2 separate regions of the Mus musculus genome follow, and region 1 is linked to region 2. A link is a contact called in public HiChIP or PLAC-seq data. All regions are on one chromosome and are shown on one strand. The core of a region is the stretch at or near the end of the contact, and the rest is flanking DNA. Distances in the headings are between cores, read along the strand shown. Region 1 has its middle 20 kb from the start of Gm25562. Region 2 has its middle 42 kb from the start of Zc3h12c.

Region 1 (4,917 bases), core at 499-2,998, 80 kb before region 2:
TGATTAATTTCAAAGTAGATGAACTGATGTGTAGGTATTTACCGTATCAAAGTGTTCTTCTGACTGATTCAGTTTCGTAAATGCAACAGAAAAAAAGTTGGATTTTCATCTTAAGTAGCAATCTGAAAATGGTGCTTCAGTACTCGGAGGCTTCCGGGCTCAGATTTAAATACCAGAGTGATCAATGCAGTGGGTGTGAGTGAAGGGCCTTGCTCTGCATTTAACTGCCATGCCAAATGTAAACCTATCGCCGTGGCTCCTGGGTACCTGATTACCACAGACAAGGTCAATGCCTATCTGAATGGCAATCCATGTTCTTTGGCCCCATACAATCTCATCTCATCTCCAAAGCATACGTCTGGGAGAGAGAGATCATTAGTGCTAATTGCTGGTGTGGCTGAGAATGAGAATTCCTTTGCAGTTGCTCATAAAGACCTAAGAATAACTCATCCTTTTTTTTCAACTGAGTCTTGTCCTTTGGGGTCAGAATTTCTGCACATTGAACTAGAGCTATTTTTAAGTGTGGTTTCCAAAAGGCAGCTGTAATTCAAAGTGCCACCGGGAGTGTCAGCAGACAGATCTAGTTTATGCCCCTCATCTCTAGACTCCTAGAGCAGTGGCACAGAGGTATTTGTGACAGTGCTGTATTTTGAATCTCAGAAGTGACCCAGAGATACATAAAGTAAAGGCATGGTTCCCTGTAAGGACAGTGTACCCTTTCAGGGGTTGGACTTAGTCATTATACTCTTGAACAGGATAGTGGAACCCTAGTCCCCTCTCTTCTTTCTCCTTTACTCTTTAGCCACGGGGTAAGCACCGTTACATGGCTCAGTGGCATGCGGCTGCCATGTTGGGATAAATCATTATGGGCCAAAAAAGCAACAAAGCCAACCAGTCATGGACTGATCGCTTTGAAACTGTGAGCCAAAACAACGTCTTGTCTTTAAAAGCTGATTCTCTCTAGGGGGTTTGTTCATAGTTGCGCGAAACTGCCTGCTATAGTCACACAATGCTGGGTGGTTCACACCCATGCTAGATCCGCCCAGTGAGATTACACACCCCTTGAGTTTTATATCTGAAACCTTAGTGCAAAGCTCTGAACAATCACTATGAACGAAGGTTCCTTAATAATGAGCTTCTGTAAGACTTCAGAGGCCTCTGTGACGTATGTAATTCTGACCTAAAGACCAGAGAGTGGATCTCTAAGGATGCATAGTCCTGTTGAGCCATTGACAGGAAAGATGTTGGAGATGAGGAACAGTTAGACCCAGCCTGACAGAGAAGTGAAAATTCTCTTTAAGTGCCTAAAGGTTTCAAGATCCAAGACACAGTCAGTACATGTCAGATGGTAGTTCTCAGTTTGGGTCACTATTATTTCTTAAGAATCTTTCCAAGCACGTGAGAGCCAGAAGACCTGGGCCTCTCCCCTCAGTGCCTGACAAGTCACTACTCTTTTCCTGGAAAAGAACCCACGTGGCTTCTCTTCTCTTTAAGGCACAAACCTGGTCTTGCCTAGCAACAGTAGGATCGTAGACACGGTAACTGGGAGGGAAGCTTTAGGGTACATTTCCAAGCCCATGTCCAGTTTTCAAATGTTTTTGCCCAAGAAATGAAGGACTTTAAGGGGTTTTGGTCTGGTAGTGATGTGGTCAGGTTTTCTCCTGATCTCTCACCACTCACAGGTATACTGAGCAGGCCTTACTTAGCTTGCTGCCTCACCAAGGGAATACAGCAGCTGGTCAGAAAGCAGAAATTGTCAGCAACCACTTTTTGTGTCTGTGTTTTAAAATGGGGAACTCAGAGCTGGGGGGCACGGGGGAGGGAGACATCAAGACGAAATGTGTGGGAGGTGCATAGGTTAAAAAGGATTCATTTCTTCTACTCCCTGCCTAGAATAGAAGTCTCAAGGTCAGAGGGAAGGAGTTTGAAGGGGAGGCAAGAAGAACCCACACAATGATGGGCCCAAGAAGCCCGGTTTCCTTCTTTCTGGGGTGGTTCCCCAAAGAGATAGCTTCATCATGAGTCAGGCACACTAGTCAATTGCTTTGTAAGGAATACTATCTAGGAAGGGAATGGAATTCCCACTCCCCCCAGTTCACTGTCCAAGGCACTTGCACAGTGTAAGGCCTTCCAGGGCCTTTAAAGATCCAAAACTGACCTGACATTGTTAACCGTAGCCCTCTAACACCAGTTACGTCCAATTGAGTTAAAGGAAATATGACAGCCAATTTCCTAGTTCAAGATAGTGTATGGACTTGAAATCCACTATGTATTTGAAGCTTTCATAACAAATTCATTAAAAAAATGGTCAAATGCTACCTTTATTATGGTTGGTGGTGATAATATTAGTAAATTTAAAGTCAACTGAAAGCCCAAAAGTTATTTTTTTACTATATAATTGTCAGTTCACTTGCATGTAATTATATCCAGATGGAATATAATGTTGGTTAAGCTCATTCTTCCTTAAAAATATTATTAAAAATTCTCACTAAAGGAAAAGAAAAGAGATGAGGAATATCTTGGCCATAGACAATTTCTTGGCAAAGTAAAGAAAAATATAAGTGACCCTGTTAAACTTTCCACCTGACTAGATTTTCCCATCTATTCCAGCTCTGCCGTGTGGCCTCTGAGCCTCAATGAAGACAACTAATCTTTTAATTGCACATGCAACATCATTTGAACTTCAATTCATAAGTTTACTTTCCTAATGCCTTTTGCTATTACCGCCACCTTCCTTATTTTTCTATCTTCCTGTCTGGGGAAACTTCTTATTTTTAGACCATTCTGTCTGTCTGTCTGTTCTTCTGCATCCTGGTAGCTGAGGACTTAAGCATAAATGAAAAAAATCCTACATCATTCAATATCCCCCTCCTGTGAAAACTCAGTCGCTGAGGGAAGTTCTACAGCTATCTAAGCTAATGACTGCCAGATCTACATTTCCAGTCCAGAGCCCTCAGTGTCACATCCATAGACTCCTTCACCTACATCATTAACATGGTTCATTCAGAAGGCTCTAAAGTCGTGATTTGAGTTCTTTAACTCCATCTAACAACCCTTGGGTTTCCTGGTTTAATGAAAAATATTACTGGTTTTTGGCTCCGACTTGCTCAAGTCTCTGCCTCATTCTCAGTAAGATGTTTGCTTCCAGCCTCCATTCAATAGTAAGTGACCACATGGCTATGTCTCTGACAAAAAAGAAAAAATAAGATAAGCAATATGTTTTCGCCCAATCCGTGTTAAGCAACACATCCACTCACGGATTTGATGAATGAATAAGTCACTTCCATGACCTCTGGGCTTAATAATCTTCATCAAAAAGGAACACACTGAAAAGGTTTATATCTAATAACTAGCACCTACCTCTTGTACTCATTCCTGTCCCCTTTTCAAACTATTAACAGCCTATTTAATAATCCACCTAAGGTAAATATAAAATTCATGAAAATCCATTTAAATAGGTACATTCTTTGTGTTGTAATCAGAATAAAGATGAAACTGTTGTCAGGACACTACTTCACACTGTGTGACTCCTCCTAGATTCTTATTTATGGCTGTGAAGCCACACCTGCCCTTTGCTCCATCTGTAGCCTTTGGCTATTTTAGACAAACATGGCTGGTAGACACTAACTAGGTAACTCTCTTCTGCTATTATGGACTCACTTGGTTGGCTGGCTGGTTTTCAGATTCCTCTAGATATGTTTCATATTCCCTTGCAACTGAAAATTCTTCTCTTTGACCAAGAAATAAAACATTACACTGACCCAATAATTTAGGGTTATTTTCTCTTTGTATTAGTCAGGGTTCTCTAGAGTCACAGAACTTATAGAGTCACAGTCTCTATATAGTAAGGGAATTTGTTGATGACTTACAGTCTGCAGTCCAACTCCCAACAATGGTCAGCAGCAGCTGTGAATGGAAGTCCAAGAATCTAGCAATTGCTCAGTAGCACAAGGCAAGCAGGTGAAGAAGAGGGAGAGCAAATCTTCCTTCTTACAATGTCCTTAATTAGGTCTCCAGCAGAAGGTGTAGCCCAGATTAAAGGAGTGTGCCACCACACCTTTAATCCCAGATGACCTCGAACTCAGAGATCTCCCTGTCTTAATCTTCTGGAATTCACAGCCACTATGTCTCAAGATCTCCATGCCAAGATCCAGGTCAGAAACTTGTATCTCCAGCCTCCAGATTAGGATCACTGGTGAGCCTTCCAGTTCTGGATTGTAGTTCATTCCAGTTTTAGTCAAGTTGATAACCAGGAATAGCCATTACACATTACACATTTCCTCAATTAGATAGTCCTGATTTTCTTACCTTAATTGTGACTTTGAGAATACATTCTCATTGTTTGTATATTTTGCAAACTTCTACCCTCTGAGTTTTGCCTTCTCTTACTCAGCTTTTCCATGTTCCTGTTTCTCTCTAGATTTTCCTCCATGTCCGACATAATGGTTGCTTCGTTTTAAAATCTACTGTAAAAAGTCAGTGATTACTCTGACATTCATCGGACACTTCTATGCATTTCATTTGATGTTGCCATTTCACAGCAACCCACCACAGCAGATAGCACTGAGATCCCTTTGTTAGACATGAGAAATGAGACTTTATCCCTGTGTCACAGAGCTACTAAACTGCAGATCAAGGGCTAAACCCAAGCCTGGATGACTGAAACCCCAAGTTCCAATACCTACCTTTACTCTTCTTTCCTATGAAAACTGCCATGGGACTGAGTAACAGGCTGAGAAGTCTCCACAGGCACAGAAGGAGCCAATTGGCATGCATTCTTTGCTTGAACAAGGATATAGGCATTTATCATGTGCTGTTTGTTTGTTTGCTTTAATTTTTGCTTTCAGAGGACACTTATAGTGAAATATCTCTCTATCTTCATGAAATATATTTTTGTGTGAGTAATGTTGAATGTGT
Region 2 (4,610 bases), core at 1,082-3,581:
CTATTTTTATTGTCAAGGCATGCATCGATCAACCAGCCACAAAGACCACTGGCACATTAGACCCTAGACGGAGAAGGCCACCTCAGCATTATCCACCTCCTGCCAAGAGCCTTTTGCTGAGAGAGGGCTTGCTTACAAAGTATCTCTTAGTGCCTGTAAACCCTCTGTTCCAGATACTATGCTACATAGCCTTGAGTCAAATCAACTTGTCCAGTCGTGGTTTTTCAGCAAAACCTGTAAGAAACAGTCATAAAAAAAATCTGTTGCTTGATTTCCTATGTTAAATACAATAGGAGCCAGTAAAGACTGTTTCATGTGAAGTTTCATGGGTAATAATTCTTTTTATTAAAAAAAAAAAAAAAAGAATGAGACAGGACTAGGGAAGTTTGGCTACTCTAAAGGAAATTGTGTGTATTCTTTCCGTACTAATCAGCTCCAACAAAACTCATGCCAGAGCCTTCTGACTTTTCTGCACTCAGTCACCTCTGCTCACAGTGCAGTGTCTGGCTACTATCAGTTAAAAATATTCATTCTAGATCTTGCTTGCTTTTCTTGATTTTATAAGACAACTGTCTTTAGTTCTTCTTAGCTTTTTCCTCTAAATTTTGTTAGACTTGAGTACTTCTGGTGGTAAATTCTCTTTTATTCATTTATCTTAAAAAAGTATTAAGATATCCTGGGAACCCACTGTTTACTAGGTCTAAGAGTCAGCATGAGTGTGTGCTTCTGTTACTATAATGATTACCTGTGGTAGGCCAACATTATGAAGAAAGGGGGCTTGAAATTCTGAGTCAATGCAATTCCTCAGTGCTGAAGAGCACTTCACAACAGCCAGTGTCAAAGTGATGGTTACATGAAGGGGGCAAAGATCAGCTCTCAAAACTGGGAGGTGGGGGGCTGCAGGCTTTTCTTAAGACATGGACTCAATTAACTCAAAAATCCATGACTAGGTGCCATGTTGTAAAGGTTCCACCTCTCAATCTCACTTCATTTAGAGACAAACTTTCAATACATCAGCCTTTGAGGGACAAAATCATGCAAACTGTAGCATATTCTGAGCTCATGTCTAACTGGCTTGGGCTTCTGTGCAAATGCAGAGTTTCTTTTTTTTTTTTTTTTTAACGTATTTTCCTCAATTATATTTCCAATGCTATCCCAAAAGTCCCCCCCTCACCCCCCCACTCTCCTCGCCCACTATTCCCATTTTTTGGCCCTGGCGTTCCCCTGTACTGGGGCATATAAAGTTTGCCTGTCCAATGGGCCTCTCTTTCCAGTGATGGCTGACTAGGCCATCTTTTGATACATGTGCAGCTAGAGTCAAGAGCTCCGGGGTACTGGTTAGTTCATAATGTTGCACCTACAGGGTTGCAGATCCCTTTAGCTCCTTGGATACTTTCTCTAGCTCCTCCATTGGGGGCCCTGTGATCCATCCAATAGTTGACTGTGAGCATCTACTTCTGTGTTTGCTAGGCCCCGGCCTAGTCTCACAAGAGACAGCTATATCATGGTCCCTGCAACAAACGCTTGCTAGTGTATGCAATGGTGTCTTCGTTTGGAGGCTAATTATGGGATGGATCCCTGGATATGGCAGTCTCTTGATGGTCCATCCTTTCGTCTCAGCTCCAAACTTTGTCTCTGTAACTCCTTCCATGGGTGATTGTTTCCAATTCTAAGAAGGGGCAAAGTGTCCACACTTTGGTCTTCGTTCTTCTTCAGTTTCATGTGTTTTGCAAATTGTATCTTATATCTCGGGTATACTAGGTTTCTGGGCTAATATCCATTTATCAGTGAGTTCATATCATTTGAGTTCTTTTGTGATTGTGTTACCTCACTCAGGATGATGCCCTCCAGGTCCATCCATTTGCCTAGGAATTTCATAAATTCATTCTTTTTAATAGCTGAGTAGTACTCCATTGTGTAAATGTACCACATTTTTTGTATCCATTCCTCTGTTGAGGGGCATCTGGGTTCTTTCCAGCTTCTGGCTATTATAAATAAGGCAAATGCAGAGTTTCTATCTCAGTATTTCAGAGCTCTTCTCTGACTGTCGGCCGAGAACTCACTCCTCTGGGATATCACGTAGATGTGGCCAGACAGACACCTAGCAGGCACATGAGCAGCAAGTAACGAAGATTCTCCTTCTCATTTGCAAAGCCTTGCAAAGGAACAGATTCTTTCAGAAACGATAGAAGTTTGGAGACATTTTAGTTCCCATGATGAAATCTTTGTCTTTCCACCCCCGCTGTTCCTTGGTTTCTTTCCTTAACAAATACCAAACTCCCCCAGTTCCCTGACCACATTACATTTCTGAGTCCCTTGGGACTTTACCGCTGCAGTTCTCTCTTCCTCTTCTGTTGTCAACTCCTTGATCTGACATTCTCTCACTTGTCTCTTCTCCCTCCCTGTCATCCACTGCCATTGCTCCCAAATGATCCCTCTCTGTTCTGTACTACTGGATGCTATAGTGCAATAGTCCTCAGCTTCTTCTTCTTGTTGTTATTGTTGTTTAATGCAATTTAATCTGAGCTTGTCACCTGACTCTACCAACTTTGTCACTGTATAATATTCAAAATTTCATTTCATTTTTCTGAGTCTCACTTTCCCAGTCTGAAAACAGGGCAATCATTGTCTCTATCTCACTATATTGTTAAAATTAAATGACATAAGGAATACCCCACCCCTTCTAACACAAATGTGCTTTCATCACAGTGATCATGTGACCTTGGTTTATAGTTCTTTACCTAGGTTCACTTTTCCCACTGGACTGGCTGCTTCTTAGGAACTGAAACCAATCCCATAATGCCCAGCACCCAGCAAACACAAAGTATGTGCATTTCAAGTTAAACTCCATAATAAAACATAAAATGAAAGACTTAATTACTATACCGCCACACAAGAAATGATTCATTACAGCTTGTGTGGACAACTGTATCAAGTGTGACTGGAGATCATCTTTCTCTTCCAGTGCCTCCTTTCACAGGTCCTGTCCCCCATGCCTTACCATCAGTCACTGACTGTCCATCTGTTGTCTACTGTACACCAAGCAATGTGCTACATAAGTACTGGAAAGAGATAAGAACACAGTCATTTGAATAAGTCCATCTTAGTGATGTGGATGGGCCACAGTGGAACATTACACAAAATACCATGGAAAACTTTAGGAGACAACTAGCTCACATTTTGGGGTGCAGGAATGAAAAAGTAGATACCTGAAACTAGAACCATATGCCTTGGAGATGTACTCTCTGTCTGCTCTACTAATAGCTGATAAATCAGCTGCCCAGCTGATAAATCAGCTGCCCAGAACCCCTGCTCATCCCATATCAATGATAAGTCATCCAGTACAAGGGAAAGCACTGCTGTGGTCTTGGGCAACCCTGGTTTCGCTGCAGCACTAATTCCTGAAGGTTGTTCATCTCTTAAGGTTGAGAAAGCCAAATAGAAACATGCTTTTAAAACCACGGGATGCCTGGATATCTAAGTTAGGGTTTCGATTGCTTGGGCAAAACACCATGACCAAAAAGCAATTCAAGCTTCCCCTGGCTTGCTCAGCCTGCTCTCTTATAGAATCTAGGACTACCAGTCAAGGGATGGCACCACATATAATTAGCTGGGCCCTACCTCATTGATCATTAATTGAGAAAATGCCTTACAACTGGATCTCATAGAGGCATTTCCTCAATCGAGGTTCCTTCCTCTCTGATGACTCTAGCTTGTGTCAAGTTGACACATAAAACCAGCCAGCACACTGGGGCAATACTACCCAGATCCTCTTGGCCTCATAGAAATCACTGTAATAGATCTTTCTAGGTCATGAAACAACATATCTGATTGTAGGATCCGAGTTGTCTCTAAACACTTGTTAAATTGTATATCCATAAATGATGATGGTATGATGATGATGGTGGTGATGGTAATGATGATGGTGATCTGAAAAGCCTTGGTTCCAACTCTTGCAGCCTGTGCATTACACGCACAGCATTCTTAGCATTCTGTTCTTTCATTAGTAAACCATTTGTTGGAGTAAGGCAATTATTACTAGCTCAAAAGTTAGCAAATCTTGAATATATAAATTCTTTATTTCCTTTCTTCATCATTGCACTGGAGGGAGTAAGATATATAGTAAGATATATATACCTATATAGTAAGATAATTTGGGGGTAGCGTTAGTACACTGAAGAATGCAACAGCCAATAGAATCTCTCTAATTTTAAGCAGCATCTAGCTATACCCTGAGTCACTTCACTCTCCATGTTCTCAGGAATACGCCAAAGGTCACTCATTTTACCTCAGCACTACACTCAAACAGTTCTCTTGAACTCACAATTTCCTGTCTGTGAGGAATACAGTGCTTTGTCCCTCCTGCTACCCATACTACATGATTTCAAATGTTAAATTTGGCTTTACTGGTGAAGTTCAAGAGCTTTGGATGCTGACAGGATCGGGCTTGGACTCTGGCTCTGCCACTGACGACCTGTGTGACCCTCAGCAAGTCCCTTGACATCTTGGGAGCTAGTTTCCTGGTTGGAGCAGAATTGTTGTAAAGATTGCATATTGAGGTGGGAACACAGCTCCATGGGTAGAATGTTTGCCTAGCATGCAGGAATCCA

What was found. HiChIP or PLAC-seq counts read pairs in DNA pulled down with a chosen protein or histone mark.
Region 1: an H3K27ac HiChIP or PLAC-seq map of bone marrow-derived dendritic cells shows a contact between it and region 2, with 2.4 times the contacts expected there. The contact joins two enhancer-like sites. A contact is called at or near these places in 1 of 15 datasets of contacts at CTCF or cohesin (the NIH/3T3 cell line), 9 of 484 Hi-C or Micro-C datasets (the HL-1 cell line, Th1 cells, bone marrow-derived macrophages and 5 more) and 2 of 115 datasets of contacts at active chromatin or transcription factors (bone marrow-derived dendritic cells and embryonic midbrain).

Annotation. Positions count from the first base shown.
Region 1 is chr9:52,268,417-52,273,333 of GRCm38.p6, reverse strand. No RefSeq gene overlaps it. Among named protein-coding and RNA genes, the nearest start is that of Gm25562, 20 kb to the left of the region's middle. Within about 2 kb of position 1,748, at least 19 of the 459 cell types and tissues checked have an H3K27ac peak or open chromatin away from gene starts, as enhancers often do. A contact at or near this core is called in bone marrow-derived dendritic cells, where this site is marked.
Region 2 is chr9:52,188,817-52,193,426 of GRCm38.p6, reverse strand. No RefSeq gene overlaps it. Among named protein-coding and RNA genes, the nearest start is that of Zc3h12c, 42 kb to the right of the region's middle. Within about 2 kb of position 2,331, at least 6 of the 459 cell types and tissues checked have an H3K27ac peak or open chromatin away from gene starts, as enhancers often do. A contact at or near this core is called in bone marrow-derived dendritic cells, where this site is marked.